Regions from separate parts of the Mus musculus genome. Here all the other regions are linked to region 1. The links are chromatin contacts, called in public HiChIP or PLAC-seq maps. All regions are on one chromosome and are shown on one strand. Each heading gives the region's core, a stretch centred on a gene start, on an enhancer-like site or on the middle of the called end of the contact. The rest is flanking DNA. Distances are from core to core; before and after follow the strand shown. Region 1 holds the start of Adam11 (a disintegrin and metallopeptidase domain 11). Region 2 holds the start of 2410004I01Rik (RIKEN cDNA 2410004I01 gene). Region 3 holds the start of Gpatch8 (G patch domain containing 8). Region 4 holds the start of Kif18b (kinesin family member 18B).

Region 1 (2,834 bases), core at 126-2,625:
TTCCAGAGTGGAGGAAGAATTTACTTGGTTTTGCTCAACATCTGGGGCTGGCTGGAGTGGCAGGTGGTTGGGGATGGGGGGGAAGTCACCTCATTCCCAACATTGATGTCAGCGCCTCCCGGGAAATCGCCTTCTCACCTCTCCCGGGGCCTAAAATAGAGCTGGGGGATGGGGGTGCTGTCACAAGCTAGAGGCAGCTCCCCAGTCCCCAGCAGAGGCCCTGAGGGAGCAGGGGACCCAGGAAGGGGTTCCCTGCATCCACTCAGTGACCTGTGGTTCCAAAGTATTGGTATAAAAAAACCCACTGTGGTCTGGGAGATCAGGATGGGGCCTAGCTGTTGTCACATGACCATACATACTCAGTCCCCAGAGGAGCGTCACTAACCAGAGACATGGCCCGGTGTCATGGACCGGTGTCATGCCCCACATGTCCAGTCCAGAGACATCTCAGTTAGGTATTGGGGTATTAAGACCTCACTGAGAGGCCAAAATCCCAGGCCCTCTCACTGGGTTTATCATGCCCAAGAAGCCCAGGAACTGGGTTGAAGGGTCAACTGGGACAGCTAAGCTTGTGGTCACGTGTATTTCTGACTATAGACCAATCTGGAGGGCTCTACGGAACTTCTACCCCTTAAGATTGGGACATGGGAGAGAAATGGAGCATGTTGGCCTTATATAAACGACCCAGGTAGTTTGTGTTTGGTTTAGGGAGAAGGACTGAGGTGCCCCACGAGCTCAGGAGCCCTGAAAGGGAGTCAGGAACCTCTTTGTTAAGAGAAAGCAGCCTAGGAAACAGGGTTTAGATTCCCGGTGTAGGACTGCTGCAGTGACCTCTGCCTTGGATGATCTAGGGATCCTGGAGGGAGCACTGAGGAGTGAGTGAGTGTGTGTGTGTGTGTGTGTGTGTGTGTGTGTGTGTGTGTGTGTGTAATGGTGTTCAACAGGACCTCTGCCCTCCCTGACACCGTGCCCTGCGTTCCCAAGTGCCCAACCTTCCACCAGCAGAGGCCTCAGGGCTGGGGGTACTCCATTCAAGAGTAGTAAGTCCTGGAGGTGAGCTTGGGCCATCAGCCACGCCCCACATCCAATTTCCCAGATGGGACATCAGAGTCAGACCTCAGGGACCCTCTTCACCTGCCACCCTCCACCTGCCAATCTAGTGGTTGCAACTCCTTATGCAAAGGGGTGGCTGCGGAGGGGTCGCAGGATGGGTGCACCTGCCAAGGGAGTGCCCTGAAGAGGGGGTCTTCAGCCGGTGCCCCTTTTGTCCTACCGCAGTGGTGGCCTGGGCCCCGGCTAGGGGGTGGGGGGCGGGCCCAAAGCTCACGTGCTTTGCCGCTCGCCTCTTAACCCGGCCCCGCCGCCCCGCCGGGATGGCCGCGGCCAGAGCGCACTGAGCCCGGCGCCGCTCTCTCGCGACCCCCGCCCGGCCCGCGCGCCCGCCCCGCTCGCCGCCGGCGTCGCCCGCCCCCGCCCTCCTCCCTCCCTTTCTCGCTCCCTCCCTCCCTCCCCGCGCCGCTCGCAGCCGCAGCCCCCGGACCCGGAGGATTATGAGCGAACCATGAGGCGGCTGCGGCGCTGGGCGATCGCGGCTCTGCTGCTGTTACCGCTTCTCCCCCCGCCCGGTGAGTGACCCCAGCCGCCTGGCCCCTGCCCCCGCGCCCCTGGCCGGTCCGCGCCCCAGGCGTTTGCAGCGGTTTCTGCTGCAGCCACATTTTCCTGCAGAGCTCCGGGTGACAGCCGGTCCCGAGCTCGGGAGGGTAGGGGAGTGGGAGAGAAGGGAAGGTGCTTCCACCCACCTGTCCGGATCCGGCCAGCCCTACCGCGGCCATCCCCTGCAGCTGGCCGGCGGACTCTGCAGGTCTCTGCGGGCTTGGGGGGGGGGGGCAGTCGTGACTGTTGGGCAGAAGGAAGCTCTCAGCCCCCACCCCGTGGGGTTCTTCCCTCAGCAAGGCAGCCAGATCCTCCCACCCATATGCCCACTGGGCTCCAAGGGCCGCGATCGAGTGGGAGCTGGAGCCTGCCCCCCTCCCAAGTCTCCTGCCCCAGGGAGGGCATCTGCCTGCAGCTATGGCCTTGTCTCCTCAGGTCTTGGGGCCCTGGGTCCCAGAGGAGCTCTGCACTGGAGGAGCTCAGCCCATGTGGGGAGCCCAGAGAGTCCAGAGGGCTCTGAGGTCACAGAGCCCAGCCGGCTGGTAAGGCAGAGCTCCGGGGGAGAGGTCCGAAAGCCACAGTTGGACACCAGGGTCCGCCAGGATCCGCCCAGGGGGACGGTGAGTGAGGCTGGGGGTGAGGCCAGGGGACTGGAGCAGGCCTCACAGCCCACAACAGTCCGCCAAGTAGGCAGGGTTAGGTGCCACCCGCTGAGGTCGCACCTTACCGCAGCTTCCCTTTCTGTGTAATGGGCCATCAGGTGGGGCTGGTGCCCAACAGTAAGAACACCGGGACTCTCCAGCTCCGGGACTATCCAGCTCCGGGCCCCTCCCCTGCCGTGCACACCAGTAGACACTGGCATGCTCCGGTTTCAGTTTGCTTGGGTCATCCTTCAACCACCTCCCACTGCCCACCAGAAACAGTGGTTCTGCCTAAAACAGGTCTTGAGGGACAGGATAGCACCCTGCAGTCAGGGATTCATGCTCTGATGACCCACCAAAGGCACCCCTCAGTGGACTTTTCTTGGAACAGCGTGATGTTTACTCCTGCCTCAGTTTCCCCGCTGTGCACACACAGGCTTATCCTTCTTGCCCTAGCTGAAGTTGGGGCCTTGCAGAATGACCTGAGGCCCAGGATTCATCTTCAAATTGCCAGCTCTACCTGTGCCTGCTCTGTCCCTT
Region 2 (2,834 bases), core at 124-2,623, 200 kb after region 1:
TACATATAGTAAATGTGAATAAACCTTAAAAAAATTGGTTATACAACTAGCCCCAGCCCACATGCCCACTTCTGTTTTCCCTGTAGAGAATCCGTAGTAGGAGAGCAGACAGGTAAGTCGCAGAGCTGCCTGGAGACTGGAGAGGCCTCTACTGTCTTGGGATTTCCAGGCCAGAGCAATGTTATTTTTTCTCCCTAGGCACCAAGCCTCTAACTCTCAGCACTGAGAGGGAGGTGGAATAGTGGATCTGGGGAGGAAGTCTGGGTTCCACAGTAGAAGCAAGGCTGGCCTTTGGGAGCCAGCTCACCTCCGAGCTCCAGCCTGGGGCTCCCGCCCTCGGGAGCTCCATCTTGCTGCCTCCCTCCCTCCCAGGATCTCATTATATCCCTAAGAGAAACTGACAGCCCCAATATCTTACTTTGCAAATATAGTTTATTCCTTCAATAAAGCCGCCTGCGCAGGGGAATGTTTAAGCCCGGGTCTCCCCGGAGAGCCTCATTTGAATTTCTAAAGTCTTTAGTCGGTTCCTCCAATGGGGCAGCTGGGTAATGAAAACGCAGCAGCCGCTTAGAGGGGGATTCATTTCCTGTCTGGGTCTCTGCTGCTGAAGGAGTTAGACTGACCGGAGGGAGAACTGTTGTCTACTTGGAGGTCTTGGCCCGGGCCTGAGCACCCAGCCCACCGGGTGGAGGCCCTGGATCACGCCCACGCGGATGGGTCTCTGTATTCTGCTGGGGCTAAGGGGAGGTGTGGTGCAATCTCCAAGTCTCCTAGCCCAGGTCTTTCCTGGAAGGCTCAGCTCAGGGACTCTCAGCCCTTCAGCCCCTCCATTGGATCTCCCTGTTGGAGGGTCCCTCGATGGAGACTTCCCAGTGACGCCTCCACAGGGTCCCTATCCAGGGACCCTTTTCTCAGACCAGGATGCTGCCCCAGAGGCCAAGCCCACCAAATCCCTGGAGATGAGGAGTCCTCTCTGGCAGGGTCCCCTCACTCTAGAGCAGCCCCTATCCCAGGCCCCCTAGGAGTCTCTAATTAAAGGGCCGGCACGCCCCTCTGGGACTCATTAGGCCCGCTGTGCAGAGAACATTTAATCATTGCTCAGAGCATCGATTGGAAAATCAATTTCTTTGTCTCTTCGCACGAGGCGCGCTGGAGAAGTGGGGGGAGTGCTGACCTCCTTCTGCTGCCGTGTAAAGCGCTGCACATTTAATCAGGGAACAGAAATCAATTAGCCACTTACGAGGTTGGCTTTAGTTACCGAGTCGGCAAGGCCCGCGCCACAGCTCAGCCGCTGACAGTAGCGAATCTCCTCCTCTCGGCCCTGCTGCATGGCTCTGTCTCCCTCCCTGTATCTCTCTGGCTTCCTTCTTTCCCAGAGTGCTCTGGGTTCTCACCATCTTGGCAGATCCTCACAGAACTCCAAACAAGTCCCGAGAAGCCTTCCTAATGCCCAGTCTCCTCGGCCACCTTCTTGTTCTCAGCTCTAGACGTTTCAAGAAGTCACATCTTAGTTTTGATACCCGGATTCCATGATGTCAGGGAAGTACTTGTCAGACAGCGTGTCATATACCTCCGGCCCACTTTACCCAGACCATGAAAATAACGGCCTGCCTTTCTAGAGCGCTCTGGAAATCCAGTGAGATCATCTTTGGGAAGTACTTCTAAGTACTTGGAGCTCCATCCAAGAACTTTGAACTCACAACAGGGGGTCAGTATTTGCCCCACAACCTTCCAACCATAGCTCTTATTCCTTCAAAGACACGGATAGGTGGGTGAGGCCCCCCTTTCATCCTCTCCATTTCTCTACTCTCTTCTGGGGGTCACCTAGGAACCGATTCTGCTTCTGGCTGCTCCCTCACCTGCGAGTCTGCCCCCAACCCCCAGTTCCAGAGGTACAAGCATTCCAGAGATACCTCACGTACTCGAGTTACACACACCCAATTACACAGTTGTACACAGACTGCACGCCCCATTACACATAGTTTCACAGAGTTGTTCCTACATTAAAATCCCAGGCATCCAATGCCTACATGAAGTTATCCTTATCCCCCCACTCCTCCCCCTCCACTCCCCCCCCCCCACTAGCCTGGTGTCACATACCCAGGCTCACCTTGGTCTCACCACCACACAGTGTGGCTCACTGGTGGCGCAAGCACCCTCCCACACGCCGCGCATCTCCACGCGGGCTGGCGCACTCCCGTTCCATAATAATATTAGACATGCCATTTCTTTTGCGTGACAGTTCCAGTGGAAGCGCTCTGAGCTGTCACTCGGATGAAAAATAATGCATAGTCCTCCTCTTCCTTCCTTCCCTTTCCTTTCTTTCTTCCCTGTTTAATGAGCTCCTAAAAATATTCCTTACTGTCTCGCCGAGGATGTGGGCTAAGTGTGAGTCAGGTCTCTCTTCCCTCTCCCTGTCCCCTACTGCCATCCCCCCCTCCCCCAGCACCCCGAGTGATATGGAGGATGAAGGGTCACAGTGAGCAGCCAGCCCGTGCTTGGCTGAGCCCAGGTCAGGTGTTAGGGCTACCACCCAGGCCTTCTAAAGATCTCACACTTGATACCTGCCCTCCCGTGACTGTGACTGGCCCACCTGAACAAAAGATCAGAGGCAGGAGACATAGATGGGGGTGGATGGGGGCAAGCAGAAAGCCGATAGCCCCTCCCCTCCCCCCACACCAATTAGCTTTTGACCTGTTTGTCCAGACTAGCCCCATCCTCCATCCCTCTACCTCAGAAGGGAAACGCTTCCATAGAGGCACCATCCCTTCTCCACATCCTAATATTCCTGTCCCCTCCTCTCAGAACTCAGGGGACAGAGAAGAGGGGCAGTC
Region 3 (2,834 bases), core at 133-2,632, 210 kb before region 1:
AAATCCTTAAAACACCTTAAGATGCTGTGCTGGGCTGCAGTTTCTGCGGCAGGCACATGACCACAAGGCATTTTCAGCAACTCCCAAATCCCTTACTGCTGCAAAACTTCCCATAGCGTTCTACACCTAAGACTATTTAACAGTGTTGATTTTAAACCAGTTGAAATTGCTTTGTCTATCAACCCAATCATCTCCAAGAATTCAAACCCTTCAAATTGCCTTCTGACACAGCTAGAGGTGCGTTGAGGAAGCTGAAAGGAATACAAAAACTCGAGTTCGGAGGCTCATCCCTTGACCTAAATTGCTGTTGCCAGGAGATGCGGTAGTAATGCAGTGATTTGCAACTGAGGATGTATTTTACCTAGAAATAACCAAAGGCTACTAAATCCCTTATTGTCTCCCAACTATGCCTGCAGTAACAATTTCAATATCTAAAAGCCTAATGATTCTAATTCGGCCTTTGTTGTTTGTTTTTTTGTTTTGTTTTGTTTTTGTTGTTTTTTTCTTTAATGCCTGCCACCCCACGGACATCTTTCCCAGATCAACATTTGCAAACGAAGAAAGAAAAAAAAAAAAAATCAAGGTTTAGGAACGAATTTACTCCCGCTTGGAAAGGCCATAATTATGCTTCTTTACAAATCTTGGTAGGTCTCGAAGTTAAGTTTACGCCAGTCCACAGACCTATACCTTACTGTCCCCAACCCAATTAACGGCCTGTAAACAACAGCAGTTATTTATGCCCAGAGAAAGCTCAATGGCTCGCCTCAACAAAAAAGGCGTCTTTGATAAGAAAGGGCGCCCTTTACCAGGGGGAAGACTAGGTTAGACAGTCGATAAAGGGCTTGTTTGTCACAATGGGAAAACGGAGAGGCGATCCCCAGGATGATCGGGGCGAGCAAAAGCCAAGGCTTCCATAGCCCCGGCCTGAAAACCGCTGGCCCAAGCCTTCCCCGCCCCAGCCCTCTCCCCCGGGGGCCGGGCCGGCCCTGCGCCTGCACAGGCCCCGAGACAAGCAAAGCGCAACCCCCACAAAGCGCCCGGCTGCGGAGCGGGAAGCCAGGAGCAAAATAGGAGGAAAGCCGAGCCGAAGAAGCGGCGTGAATAGGGATGAAGCCGGGGACGCGGCCTCATCTCAGCCCCGGAGGCCCCTGGAGAAATGAGAGGCAGGAAGGGGCGAGAGCCGGCTTGCAAGGTGGAGCGGAGAGCAGAAGGAAGGAGAGCCAGGAGGCCGGGAGGGAGGCGGCCCCGGGCTCGCGGCGAGCCCTCCGGGGGCGTGGGTGGTCCTCGGCGACGCCCGTGTTTACCTGAAAGTCTCGGTCCTCGTTGAAGCGGGAGAAGCGGTCCGCCATTTTGCCGCTCTCACTCCTCCTCAGGACGACGCTCTCCGGTTCGCTCCTCCCCTCCCGCTACGCCCGCCCCCTCTCTGTTTCCACGCCCCCTCCCACGCCCACCGGGCGCGCGCAGCAGGCGTGGGGAGGGGGGTGGAGGATGTGTGCTTGGCGAGGGATTGTTGGGGGGGTGTTGGGAAGAGGAGGGAACAGGAATTCGTTCCGACGGGAATCCCGAAGGCGCGCAGGCCTGGAGGCGGAACCTTCCTCTCACATCGCTCGGTTTCACGCCCGGCCCCGAGCGACCCCAGCGGGCCGCGCATGCGCACTCGCGCCGGCGCGCGTAAGCGCTTCCGGAGGGAAAGATCAGCAGGGCAGAGCATTTGGGGGCCTGGGAAGTATTCACTTGCTCCCTTAGCAGTGTTCAGAAGTCTTTCTTTCTTATGCTCTTGTTTACGGTCAAGCCCATCCCGTATTTGTAATAATATACAGTGTAATGCTATACAGTAGCATGAGATCTGACTTTACAGCTAGAGTACTTTTAATGTTTTTTTGTTTTGTTTTTGTTATTTTGTTGACAGGGTTTCCTGTAGCTCTCTATGTAGTAGAGGCTCGCCCCCCGATGTCCAAAGAGGGTATTTTTAAAATTAATACATAATAATGTTACTTAAGAGGTACCAAAAAAATCTCTCAAAGGGCTTCCATTCCAGGCAGGAAGTCAGATAACCAATAAATTAACCTAATAGTTGTAAATATAAACGAGTGTCTATTCCTGCTTGAGGCTGAGGGGAAATTAAGTCAAGCTTATCCTTGGCTACATAGGAAGTTCAAAGCTAGCCTGGGCTATAAGACATTGCTTCAAATAACAAAATCTAAGTGACACTGTGGGGGGGGGGGACTGTAATGAAAAGAATGACCTATCTTAAAGCTACATATAAATCAAGGCATAACAAAGGGATCACAACCTTGAAGAAGAGAGAAACTTAAACACATGGCTACCAAGAGCTTGACGTTTTTTTCTTACTATTTTCCCTCCCCCTCCCACTCCTCTCCCCCCTCCACACATATATATTCATGTTCAGAGTCATTGGATCCCCTGAAGCTAGAGTTACAGTTAAGAATCACCATGTATGTCAGTGCTAGAAACAAACCCAGGTGCTCTGCATGTGGAACAAGTGCTTTTAACTGCTTAGCCATCTTTCCAGCTCTTGTTTTCTTTAATGTTTTCACAGGGTGGGGGAGTGAGGGGGGGCTGTTTAATTTTACCTAGTGTAAGACTGCTTCGCCTACATGAATGAATGAATGTATGTATGTATGTATGTATGTATGTATGTATGTATGTATGTGTATCAGCTCTTAACAGCTGAGCCATCTCTCTAGCCCCTCTACCTGATTTTAAGACAAGGTCTCTCCTTAAACCTGGAGCTCTCCCTAGTCAGCTAGCAAGCCTCTGGAATTTGTACCTGGCACCAGGGAAGGTGAGGGTGTGGGCAGAGCTGAAAGTCC
Region 4 (2,834 bases), core at 196-2,695, 160 kb after region 1:
TTTTAAATTCCCAAGTGTGAATTCAATTTTTCATTTGTATTTGTGTGTGTGTGTGTGTGTGTGTGTGTGTGTGTGTGGTGTTTTGAAAGAGTCTCAATACAACTGGCCTTAAACTCAGAGACTCTTCTCCTCTGCCTCTCTCTCAGGGGCTGGGATTATTTTACTATGCCTAGTTTGTATTTATAACTTAACTGTTTGTGGAGAGAGAATATAGTTTATACAATATTATGATAATTTCAGTTGCTGTGTCACTAGATAAGAGAAAAGCTTTGCAAATGTCTCTAATAATATGATGCTTCTATACTTTTTTTTAAAAAAAAGGTATTAGGGCTAGGTTTGATCTCTAGACCATGAGAGAAAAAAAGGTACAAATGGAGCGAAATTAGATAAAAACAAAGTAATGGAGAATGAGATGCCTTAAAATCCTGACTGGCAGAGGGCATGGTTCCATAATGAAATAGGCATGGAAGAAATAGGATAGGGACATTGAAGGAAGCGCTGTTAACAACAAAAAGCTCATCCACAAAAGTAAAATTATATATGTCCTCCCAAGTCAAGCTTAACTACACTCTGTGCCTCCGTTTCTCAACATGCAAATTGTAATATTTTTTAATTATCTGTCTCACCAGGTTTGTGTTAAGCTTGAATGGCATTCGGTTTTTAAGTGCCCAACAAATATTAGACACCGCTGGTAAAGTTATATGATACATCATTTCCCTATGATGCACTGAACCACCAAAACCAACACAAACCAGTATTTTAAGTTCTTTGGCACAAAACAGGCTCTACCTTGTACTTGTCACAGTAGCTCAAATGTCCAAGGCTAAAAGACTCGATCATCCTGGTACTAATAGAGGCCTGGTTTTCTTTCATGCTCGCCAGTGTTTAGGAGTGTCCCAGTAACCAAGCTGCCTCCCTCGGTACACACACAGCCGCGTAATCAGCTCTGACAAGAGGAGCGGAGTGGTTCTCCCATTCTCTCCTGCCGGGCGTCCCAGATCTCCAATTCTGACCTGTAGAAAGACCCAATTCCACCTCCCACACGAGGAGGGGTAGCTGCTACGGAGCCGGGTGCACCTTTCAAAGGACCGGGTATACATGAGAGGACTTAATATGGGCCCCGGACCGTGGGACGCAGAGATCACGATCGGCTGCATTCTCGGTGTAAAGGAAGTGCCCTCCTACTCGTCCCTGACCTGCCCAAACAAGTGCTGATTCGGGTTCCAGACAACTGCAGCGAGCCCGCGCAAACGACAGCTCTGCACCGAGCCCGCGGGGCCGCCCCACCGTCGACCAAAGCCTACCTCTCGTCGGTTCCCGGTGCTGGTGTCGGGGGTCGCTTACGCGTCCCTCCGCCTCGGACAGGAGCCCTCGGATTCAGGAGAGAGCTCCCCCACACCCGATTCCACCGAACCAACCTTCTTCCGGCGCGGCGCGTTCAAACTAGCCGGTCCGCTCATCCGCGCTTCTCATTGGTCACCGCCCGGCTCGCTGATTGGCTGTTTCCTAAGTAACAAAGACAGCCGGGGGTGCGCTTGCGCACTAGTTCTCTTGCGCGCCTTGGGTTTCTTTGGCCAAATCAAACCGGACGGAGCGGAATTGCCACCAGAATCGAGTCTCTAGCAGTGTAACCAGGGGGCCTGCCCCGTCTCTGTGGTCTGTGGGCTGAGTTCAGCAGCGGTTACAGCGACCACACATTCGACAGAATTTAAAACCTGCTTTTGTGGCTTAAATAGGCACCCTCCAATTCAGAGTGGCTCGTGCCTTTAATCCCATCACGCAGAAGGCAAAGGCTGGCGGATCTATTTGAGTTCGAAACCAGCCACCCTCCAGGTAGAGCGTTCCAGGCCAGCCTGAGCTACATGAGAACTTTACTCGATCTCTCTCTCAAGTAAACTGTCCTCATGGTGGCGTTGTGAGCAAGTCTGGGGCATGTAAAGGTTACTGTAGGGTTTCTTTCACCACAACTGTGAACAAGCTAGTAGAGTCATTTAATACTGGATAACTTGACTCAAATTATTTATTCACCACACTTAGTTTAGTGAGGACAAAAACAACAAAATTACATGAAGTTAGGGTTAGTACAAAGATACAAGAACACTGAATACTCTTGCCTTCTCCGTCTCCAAAAGGAACAGTTGTTTAATGATAGCTTCCTGGTAAAGAAGTTCCCTCCTCGCTTACTGTAAATCTGGTTTTTTTGTTTTTGTTTTTGTTTTGTTTTGTTTTTTTGCGCCCTAAACGTCCCCACACACACACACACCCCAAGCTGAGAACCAAACCCAAGGCCTTTTCTTTTGAGTGAGTGAAGTTTGCTTGGTCTTTCATTTTATTTATTTATTTTTTAATGTATATGAGTACACTGTTGCTCTCTTCAGACACACCATAAGAGAGCATTACAGATGGTCGTGAGCTACTATGTGGTTGCTGGGAATTGAACTCAGGACCTCTGGAAGAGCAGTCAGTGCTCTTAACCGCTGAGCCATCTCTCTAGCCCCCAAGGCCTTTTCTTTACCACTGAGCTAAATCCCCATAAGTAAAAATTAAAAAAAAAAAAAAAAACGTAATGTGAATAACGCACCTTGTAGATGTTCAATAAAATGGCACTAGGTGTTCTCAGATTCATTCAACGATTGTTATGACAGGTTCAGAGGTTACAGTGATATGTGATATACAGAGCTCCCAGTCTATAGGAAAAACTTAGATATTTATCACAGGTGGGGATTGTGATACATGCCAAGGCAGGAGAGGGAAAATGTTACAAGTTCAAAGCCAGCTTCATGTACATGGTAAATACTAGATCAGCCTGAACTATAGGGAGTTCCTGAAAAGGG

What was found. HiChIP or PLAC-seq counts read pairs in DNA pulled down with a chosen protein or histone mark.
Region 2: a contact with region 1 is called in an H3K27ac HiChIP or PLAC-seq map of embryonic stem cells, with 6 read pairs. The contact joins the promoter of 2410004I01Rik here to the promoter of Adam11 in region 1. A contact is called at or near these places in 2 of 39 promoter capture datasets (embryonic stem cells and stem cell-derived epiblast-like cells), 3 of 484 Hi-C or Micro-C datasets (the G1E-ER4 cell line and embryonic stem cells), 4 of 115 datasets of contacts at active chromatin or transcription factors (embryonic stem cells and stem cell-derived neural progenitor cells) and 2 of 9 other capture datasets (liver and pancreatic islet).
Region 3: an HNF4G HiChIP or PLAC-seq map of pancreatic cancer cells shows a contact between it and region 1. The contact joins the promoter of Gpatch8 here to the promoter of Adam11 in region 1. A contact is called at or near these places in 1 of 39 promoter capture datasets (cranial neural crest) and 1 of 115 datasets of contacts at active chromatin or transcription factors (pancreatic cancer cells).
Region 4: an H3K4me3 HiChIP or PLAC-seq map of embryonic stem cells shows a contact between it and region 1, with 16 read pairs. The contact joins the promoter of Kif18b here to the promoter of Adam11 in region 1. A contact is called at or near these places in 3 of 39 promoter capture datasets (cranial neural crest, embryonic stem cells and macrophages), 5 of 484 Hi-C or Micro-C datasets (Sertoli cells, embryonic stem cells, muscle stem cells and 1 more), 9 of 115 datasets of contacts at active chromatin or transcription factors (the SCID.adh cell line, double positive thymocytes, embryonic stem cells and 2 more) and 4 of 9 other capture datasets (adipose tissue, embryonic stem cells, liver and 1 more).

Annotation. Positions count from the first base shown.
Region 1 is chr11:102,760,060-102,762,893 of GRCm38.p6, forward strand. Adam11 (a disintegrin and metallopeptidase domain 11) reads left to right here and starts at 1,376. Exons shown (of 27, transcript NM_009613.3): 1 at 1,376-1,625; 2 at 2,089-2,273. The coding sequence starts at 1,562.
Region 2 is chr11:102,962,781-102,965,614 of GRCm38.p6, forward strand. It overlaps 2410004I01Rik (RIKEN cDNA 2410004I01 gene), which reads right to left and starts at 1,374. Exons shown (of 3, transcript NR_037963.1): 1 at 1,241-1,374.
Region 3 is chr11:102,554,776-102,557,609 of GRCm38.p6, forward strand. It overlaps Gpatch8 (G patch domain containing 8), which reads right to left and starts at 1,383. Exons shown (of 8, transcript NM_001159492.1): 1 at 1,305-1,383. The coding sequence starts at 1,349.
Region 4 is chr11:102,923,679-102,926,512 of GRCm38.p6, forward strand. Kif18b (kinesin family member 18B) reads right to left here and starts at 1,446. Exons shown (of 16, transcript NM_197959.2): 1 at 1,305-1,446.